2 separate regions of the Sus scrofa genome follow, and region 1 is linked to region 2. A link is a contact called in public HiChIP or PLAC-seq data. All regions are on one chromosome and are shown on one strand. Each heading gives the region's core, a stretch centred on a gene start, on an enhancer-like site or on the middle of the called end of the contact. The rest is flanking DNA. Distances are from core to core; before and after follow the strand shown.

Region 1 (3,394 bases), core at 283-2,782, 200 kb after region 2:
GCTGACCGGCATGCTAAAGTGAAAAAGGACAGGCCAGAGGTCTTCCAGGCACTGGGGTAATTTCTACCCCGCCTCCATGCATCTACAGCACTCCATCTCCCGAGCGCACAATTGCCATCCCAGCCCAACACTAAATACCTTCCCCCAGATGAAAGCAACTAAAGGCTGGGGGTGGGGGTGAGGGGGTGGGGTGCAGCCATTAAATAAAATGGCTAAAAAAACAAATGTTTTCTCCACAGCAAGATGCACCGAACTCTCCAGGGTTGCAAGCACCTAAGTCTCTGAGGGGTCTGGGGGAGTGCCAAGGAAGGGGGCTATGGGAGGGGTGGTAAGTAATCAAGATCAGTAAGGTGCTTACTCGTTGTCAGAAGTCGCCGTCTCCTCGCTCATCTTTCCCTCACCGTGATCCGATCTGGAGATGGAGGAGCAACAGCAGACGCAGGAGCAGCAGCAGCACCGAGGGGCAAGAGGCAGCGGCGGCCGGGGGGGCGCGGGGGCAGCGGCTCAGGGGCCTCACCATGGTGGATGTCTCACCCGGAACGGTACCCCCCCAGCCGGGAACCCCGGCCACCCCCGCAGGGGGGTGGCGGCGACAACCTCCACCGTGGCGACCCCAGCCTCTTCGCCCGCCTCAGCGCCCAGCCAAGAGATCCGAGGAAGCCAGGGAGGGTGGGAGGAGAAGAAAAAAGGCAGGGGGGCTGCAAAGGCAGACTGGAGAGCTGCTCCTCCGGCCACTGGGGTGGAGCGCGGCGGGGTCCGGCCAGGAAGGAGCGGGCGGGCGGAGAACCCAGGAGCAGAGGCGGCGCTTCCCTCAAGGATGCGGCGAGGAGGAAGCAGGGCTCCGCTCGGTGGGGGCCGGCGGGGGGGTGCCGAGCCCAGACCCGGGCGGCGGCAGCGCGGTCCTGCGGAAGCCCACCCCACCATCTCCCGCCTCGCGGTCGGCTGCCCTCAGTCCCCGGCGGCGACCGGGCCGGTCCTTCCGGACGAGCAGAAGCGGGCGAGGGGCCTCAGGGCGGCGGATTCCTCCAGACACGCTCTGGCCGGGACGGTTCCAGAAGAGGGAGGAGGGGGCGGCGGGACGCGTGTGAGGCAGGGGCAGGCGGACCGACCGCCCCCAGCCGGGCCGGAGAAGAGCGACGCGCCCCAGGGGCAGGGTCACGAGAAGCGTCGGGAGAGCGAGGGAGCGGCCGCGGGTCCCCCAGCAGCCTGCGCCCAGCAGCAGCTCGGCGGGTCAGCTCCTCACGCCCGCCAGAGGGGAGCCGCGAGGGGGGCGGCGGAAGCGCTCACGCCGCCCGCTCCTTCCGCCGCCGCCGCTGCCCGAACCGGGGGCGCCCGCGGGAGAAGGAGACGAAGTAGTCCCTGGCGATTTCCCCGCACCGCCAGCTTCCCGGAGAACCAGAGTGGGTATGGGGCGGGGTGGCCGAGCGGGGTGACCGGGCTGTGAGGGTGTAGTGGGTAGGAGGGCTAAAAGCTGCGACCTCAGGACGAATCACCGCAACTCGAAGTCGTGTGCAGCATAGCAAGTTTCAGGAAAGTAGTTCCCTCCTCCCTTCATTTCCCAAATCGTTGTCGAGCCACAGAGCGGGGAGAGGAGGAGGGAGGCGGAGGGATACGCAGGCACGGTGCTCGTGTGCGTGCGCGCGCTCCAAACTCTTGGCACGCCGCGGAAGGAGGCGGGGGTGGGAGCTGCACCGGGAGCAGCTCCGGAGGTTGCATTGTGGCGGCGCGGTACTCCCCTTAACTCGCTTTGGAATATCCGGGTTGTTTGAACCTAGAGGCTAGGATGACAGCGTGCTCAAGGAGGCAATGGAGGCTCCTCTGTTCAGCTGTGTGTGTGTGTGTGTGTGTGTGTGTGTGTGTGTGTGTGTGTGTGTGTGTTTTCCTTGCAGAGCAAAGAATGGAACTGGCATGAGTTCATCTTTAGTTGGTGGGGGTTGGAGGGAAGGGACTACATGTACAAAGAGAGCTCCTCCTGCTGTCCCTCTGGTTGCACTGCTGCAGTCTCCTAGCTGCATGCACTGAAGGAGTGTGTGTGTGTGTGTGTGTGTTAGAGAGGGAGAAAGAGTTTAAATACCTTGGATTCTTACTGAGCAAGGGGTATTCTGTGCGGGGCATTCATCTCAAAAAGCTAGCGTGGTTGTTAATGGAGAACGACTTCCATTGAAGCCCTGGGTAGGCGTGTTATATGAATCTGGCGCAGCCAGAAGCACAGGAAATAACTCCCGCTGCGAGTGAGGTTGCATAACTATAGCGCAGAAGATGCCTCTGTGGCACGCACGAACTGCTCTAAACCGAGGCGGAACAATTATTCAATAGGCAGCTGTCACGTTTGCAATGTTAGAGGACAATGTATGCATTCAGCTCAAAAGGTTTTTGCACAGAAACCTACTGGGGTTTGGGCCAGAGTTTAAGGGTCTGCCGGACCAGAGGACTCAGCTCCTGGCTCTGCAAGTGCTATTATCTCTTACCTACCTAGAAAGGCAGCCTGTACTGGATCAGGCCTGGTGGACTGAGTCCCAAGTTTCTGACGCATCTCCCTAGGTATCAGTATGGCTCTGTGTGCAGTGCTTTTTTTCTCTCCTTGGGTTTGTGCGACCCGAGGACGAAGGTTGCTGCTCCTGCCACCTTGAGGAATAGAACAATTCCTGAGAAAGAAAAAGTGGGAGACTGCCGAATAAGTCAGCACTCGTTTGCCATCCATCTCCAGGAAGTTTCAGGACTGCTGTTCCAGAGAGTCTGGACCAAGCCTTTATATAGTATTTTGGACATTGTAGGTGCTTAGTCAATCCTAGAGGAATAAATAAAGGAGTTGAATCAGTCTGCCCAAAGACCCTCCCGTTGATTTCTGAGGTTTTATATAACTCTTGCTTCTTGTCTTGCAGCAGAATTGTCCTTTCTCAGGGCAAGGAAGGGGTAGTGTTAGTGACAGGAAGAGGTAAAGGGGATAGGCAATAGTCAGAAGTTGCCTCTGAACCTATGTTTTTCATATTGTTCCTGCAAAGAAACTGTGACGAGAAGTGTTGGAACTGCCCCCTCTCCTTCCAATACTGCTGCTCACCACATTGGCTGCTTGGATTTGAATCAAGTCCCATCAGTTATAATTTGTATTCTAGACAATTTTTGTTCTAGGCAGGCTATTTACATTCTGTCCCTGTATGAAATGGGGATAATAGTACCTAACTCATAGAACTGCTGTACTGATTAATTAGGTGATAGTATACATAAAGTACTTGGAACAGATTGAGAGCTGAAGTCTTCACTCTCACCTTGATTTTACAAAACAGATAATAATAAATTCCATGACAAAATGGTGGCAGTTGCTCTGAAGTTTCAGTGTAAAGCATTCAGTAGCTTTGTTCATTCATTCAACAAATAACCATTGGTTTTCTTCCAT
Region 2 (3,260 bases), core at 17-2,516:
GGGGTAGTTGGAGCTCCAGGACAACACCGCAAAGGACAGCCTATTCTATTCAAGAAACCCCAGGATGTGGCAGGGCACACAATTGTGCAGATGGCGCCAATTTCTTTAATTAATGTGTTTTTTCACTCTCAGCCATATAGTTGAGAGTACTCACCTCTGTGCACTCTCTATTTTGAACTCTTCTTTTTCATTCATTTACCCATTCACCAAACCACTATTTATTGCACTACACAACAGTTGCAGAATGTTGTTGGGCAGAGGACAGGTAAAGCATTTGTTCTGGAGCTGACTTTTAGGGGTTGGAGGGTGGGGATGGATGTTCAAGAGACAATAAACAAATGTGCAGGACAAGATAATTTGGGATAGGGACAAGGGCTGTGGAGAAGAATAAGACCGATGTTGAGGGAGAGCCTAAGTTGCATATATTGATCCCCAGACCTGAAAGTATTAACATCATTCCAGGAACTCTCATAGCACGTACTATTCTGAATTGCAAACACCAGCAGGCTCTTTGTAGTCCCCAGGACTAAGTAAACTACTAGTAATATGAAAACTTTTTCCTCTGCCTAGCACATAAATATGCATTAACGAGAAACGGTTGAAGGAATAGACTTACACTGAACTAAAACCCTTTCTTAAGTCAAGGAAGCAGGAGAAATTGTCTCTGGCGCCCTAAGTAAGCCACAGGTTATAAGACACAGGAGACAATAGTCGGCAGCTGCACCCTGGTCCCCAGTGCCCACCTCACCCCCCGCCCTGGGCACAACAACCACGTCAACAAAAATATGACCCGCAGGGCAGGGACACGCTTCCCCAAAGGAGTGCTGCCAGGCAGGCCGCTCCACGCCTTCTCTGCGGGCCCCAGTGCAGAGCTCGGAAGGAGTTTGGAAGAGGGGGCCACGCTCCCCAGCTCTCTCCAGCCCTGCTCCACCCCTCAAACGGATTTCTCTCCCGCCTCCCTCTTAACTCCGTCGGCGCCGGAGGCAGCGAGGCGGGGAAAGAGGCCTGCGCCGAGCGGCGGGAGCCTGGCGGAGGCCCACAGGGAGGAGACTGCAGCAGCCTAGCGGAGGGAGAGCTTACGTTTTCGGGGGGGAAAAATCGGTCCCAGGACTACTTACCCCAGCGCCTCTAGTGTGTCCAACACGTCCCCCTCCATTGTGGGTTCGGGACCCGGCTCCGGCCCTCTCATGGTCCTTTGCCCCAAAGCTGTTCCACACTCTAAGGAGCCCGCCGGAAACTAGCGTCACGGCACCAAGGTTCCGGGTGGGGTCTCAACCTGGACTGCTAAGGAGTGCCTCTAACCTGGGGCGGAAATGTTCCCCGCCCTGAGGCGATGGGCCCTTGGAATCAAAATCACTTTAGCTAACAATACTAACTTTTAAAAATAAAAAATAACAATAAATAGTAGTAATAAGAAGGCTTGTTTGTGTTGGATCTTAGTATACATCGTGATTCCACTCAACTTGTCAACCTGCCAAATCGCAGACCTCTCTGTTTAGAACAAAAATCCTAAAATGAAATATAATCTTGAGCTAAAATTGTACATAAAATCATGTACCTACCCCCCAAATTTTAAGTCAATATACACAACAATGCTCCAACTTTGAAGAAAACAGAGAAGGAAATTTATAACTGTTTCATTATGAAATGTAGAAGATGAAGTGATCAGATGTTTGCATCTATCTGGAATCCTCTTCAACATACCTACAATGTGTTTACTGCTGACAAAATGTCAGTTATACAAAAAACAAAAATAGAGAATAGAGTAAATGATATGCTTTTCCAAAATTGTGACTAACTCTCCATGAATCTCCAAAGAAAACACAGTATTCCCTCTGTGTATAATTTATGGAGAATTCAGTCTCTATCTAAGAGACACAGAAAAAAAAAAGTTAGGTTCATAGGTAAAAGGGAATCAGCACATTACATCACCCATATGAATATCCAGAAAAGCTATTCAAAGTTGTGGAAAACATCCCACCCGGCACAGTGTGTTGCTGCAGCTGTAGCTTAAGTGGCAGCTGCAGCTTGGATTTGATCCCTGGCCAGGAATTCCATATGCCATGGGGCAGAGCTGCCATAAAAGAAAAAAAATTGTGCAAAACACAGTAATTATTAGTCTTTGTAAAAGACTGTCCTATGACTTACAGAATACATAAAATGCCTGGCCCTAATCCACTGAAGTCAGTAAAGCCTCATCTCCCTAATCACTGTTACAAATAAAAAGATTACCAATAAATTTGTAAAAATCCCCTCGGGAAAGTTTACCCATAAATTTTAATAGATTTCAATAATGACTCCTCTACCATTACTCTAGACTCAAGTATAAAATGATTTGCAGCGTTGGAGTTCCTGGTGGGTTAAGGATCCATGTTGCTGTGGCGTAGGCAGGCAGCAACAGCTCTGATTAGACCCCTAGTCTGGGAACCTCCATATGCCGCGGGTGCAACCCTAAAAAGACAAAAGACCAAAAAAAAAAATGATTTGCAGCTTAACATATTTGAATTCATTTCTAAACCAGACAGCGAATGCATATTCTGAGTGGTTATTGCCCACTTCAAAGAGCTGAAGTTACAGAAAGTACTTTCTTTCTGGGAATTCCCTTCATGGCACAGCAGAAACGAATCCAACTGGAATCCATGAGGATGCGGGTTCAATTCCTGGCCTCGTTCCCATGAGCCAGGGATCTGGCATTACAGTAAGCTGTGATGTAGGTTGCAGCCATGGCTCAGATCCCACCATTGCTGTGGCTGCAACATAGGCTGTAGCTCTGATTTGACCCCTAGCCTGTGAACTTCCATAGGCCCCAAGTGCAGCCCAAAACAAAAAAGTGCTTTCTTACTAATTAGGAGATATTAACAGGGCCATTTCATACTGACAAAAGTGTCAAGACAACAAGATGCTGTAACAACCCTAAATGTTTACTTGCTTAATAACCAACCTCAAAATGTATAAATGAAAAACAAGGGAGTTCTCACTGTGGCTCAGCAGGATAAGAACCCAAAAGAGTGTCTGTGAGGATTTGGGTTCCATCCCTAGCTTCGCTCAGGGGGTATAAGAATTGGTGTTGTGGAAAGCTGAGGTGTAGAGGTCACAGAAGCAGCTCACATTGGACCCCTGATGGGAAATTTCATATGCTGTAGTTGAGGCCCTAAAAAGACTAAAAACAAAAAAAAGAACAGAGTTCCATTGTGGTACAGTGGGTTAAGGATCTGGTGTTGTCAATGCACAGCTTGTATTGTCGCTGTAGCATAGGTTTG

Evidence for each region. HiChIP or PLAC-seq counts read pairs in DNA pulled down with a chosen protein or histone mark.
Region 1: a contact with region 2 is called in an H3K27ac HiChIP or PLAC-seq map of alveolar macrophages. The contact joins the promoter of SPRED1 here to the promoter of FAM98B in region 2. A contact is called at or near these places in 2 of 2 datasets of contacts at active chromatin or transcription factors (alveolar macrophages and skeletal muscle).

What each region holds. Positions count from the first base shown.
Region 1 is chr1:133,015,193-133,018,586 of Sscrofa11.1, forward strand. SPRED1 (sprouty-related, EVH1 domain-containing protein 1) reads right to left here and starts at 1,533. Exons shown (of 7, transcript XM_003121622.6): 1 at 359-1,533. The coding sequence starts at 390. It overlaps LOC106506784 (basic salivary proline-rich protein 2-like), which reads left to right and starts at 419. Exons shown (of 3, transcript XR_002345566.1): 1 at 419-1,400.
Region 2 is chr1:132,818,025-132,821,284 of Sscrofa11.1, forward strand. It overlaps FAM98B (protein FAM98B), which reads right to left and starts at 1,267. Exons shown (of 8, transcript XM_005659764.3): 1 at 1,119-1,267. The coding sequence starts at 1,189.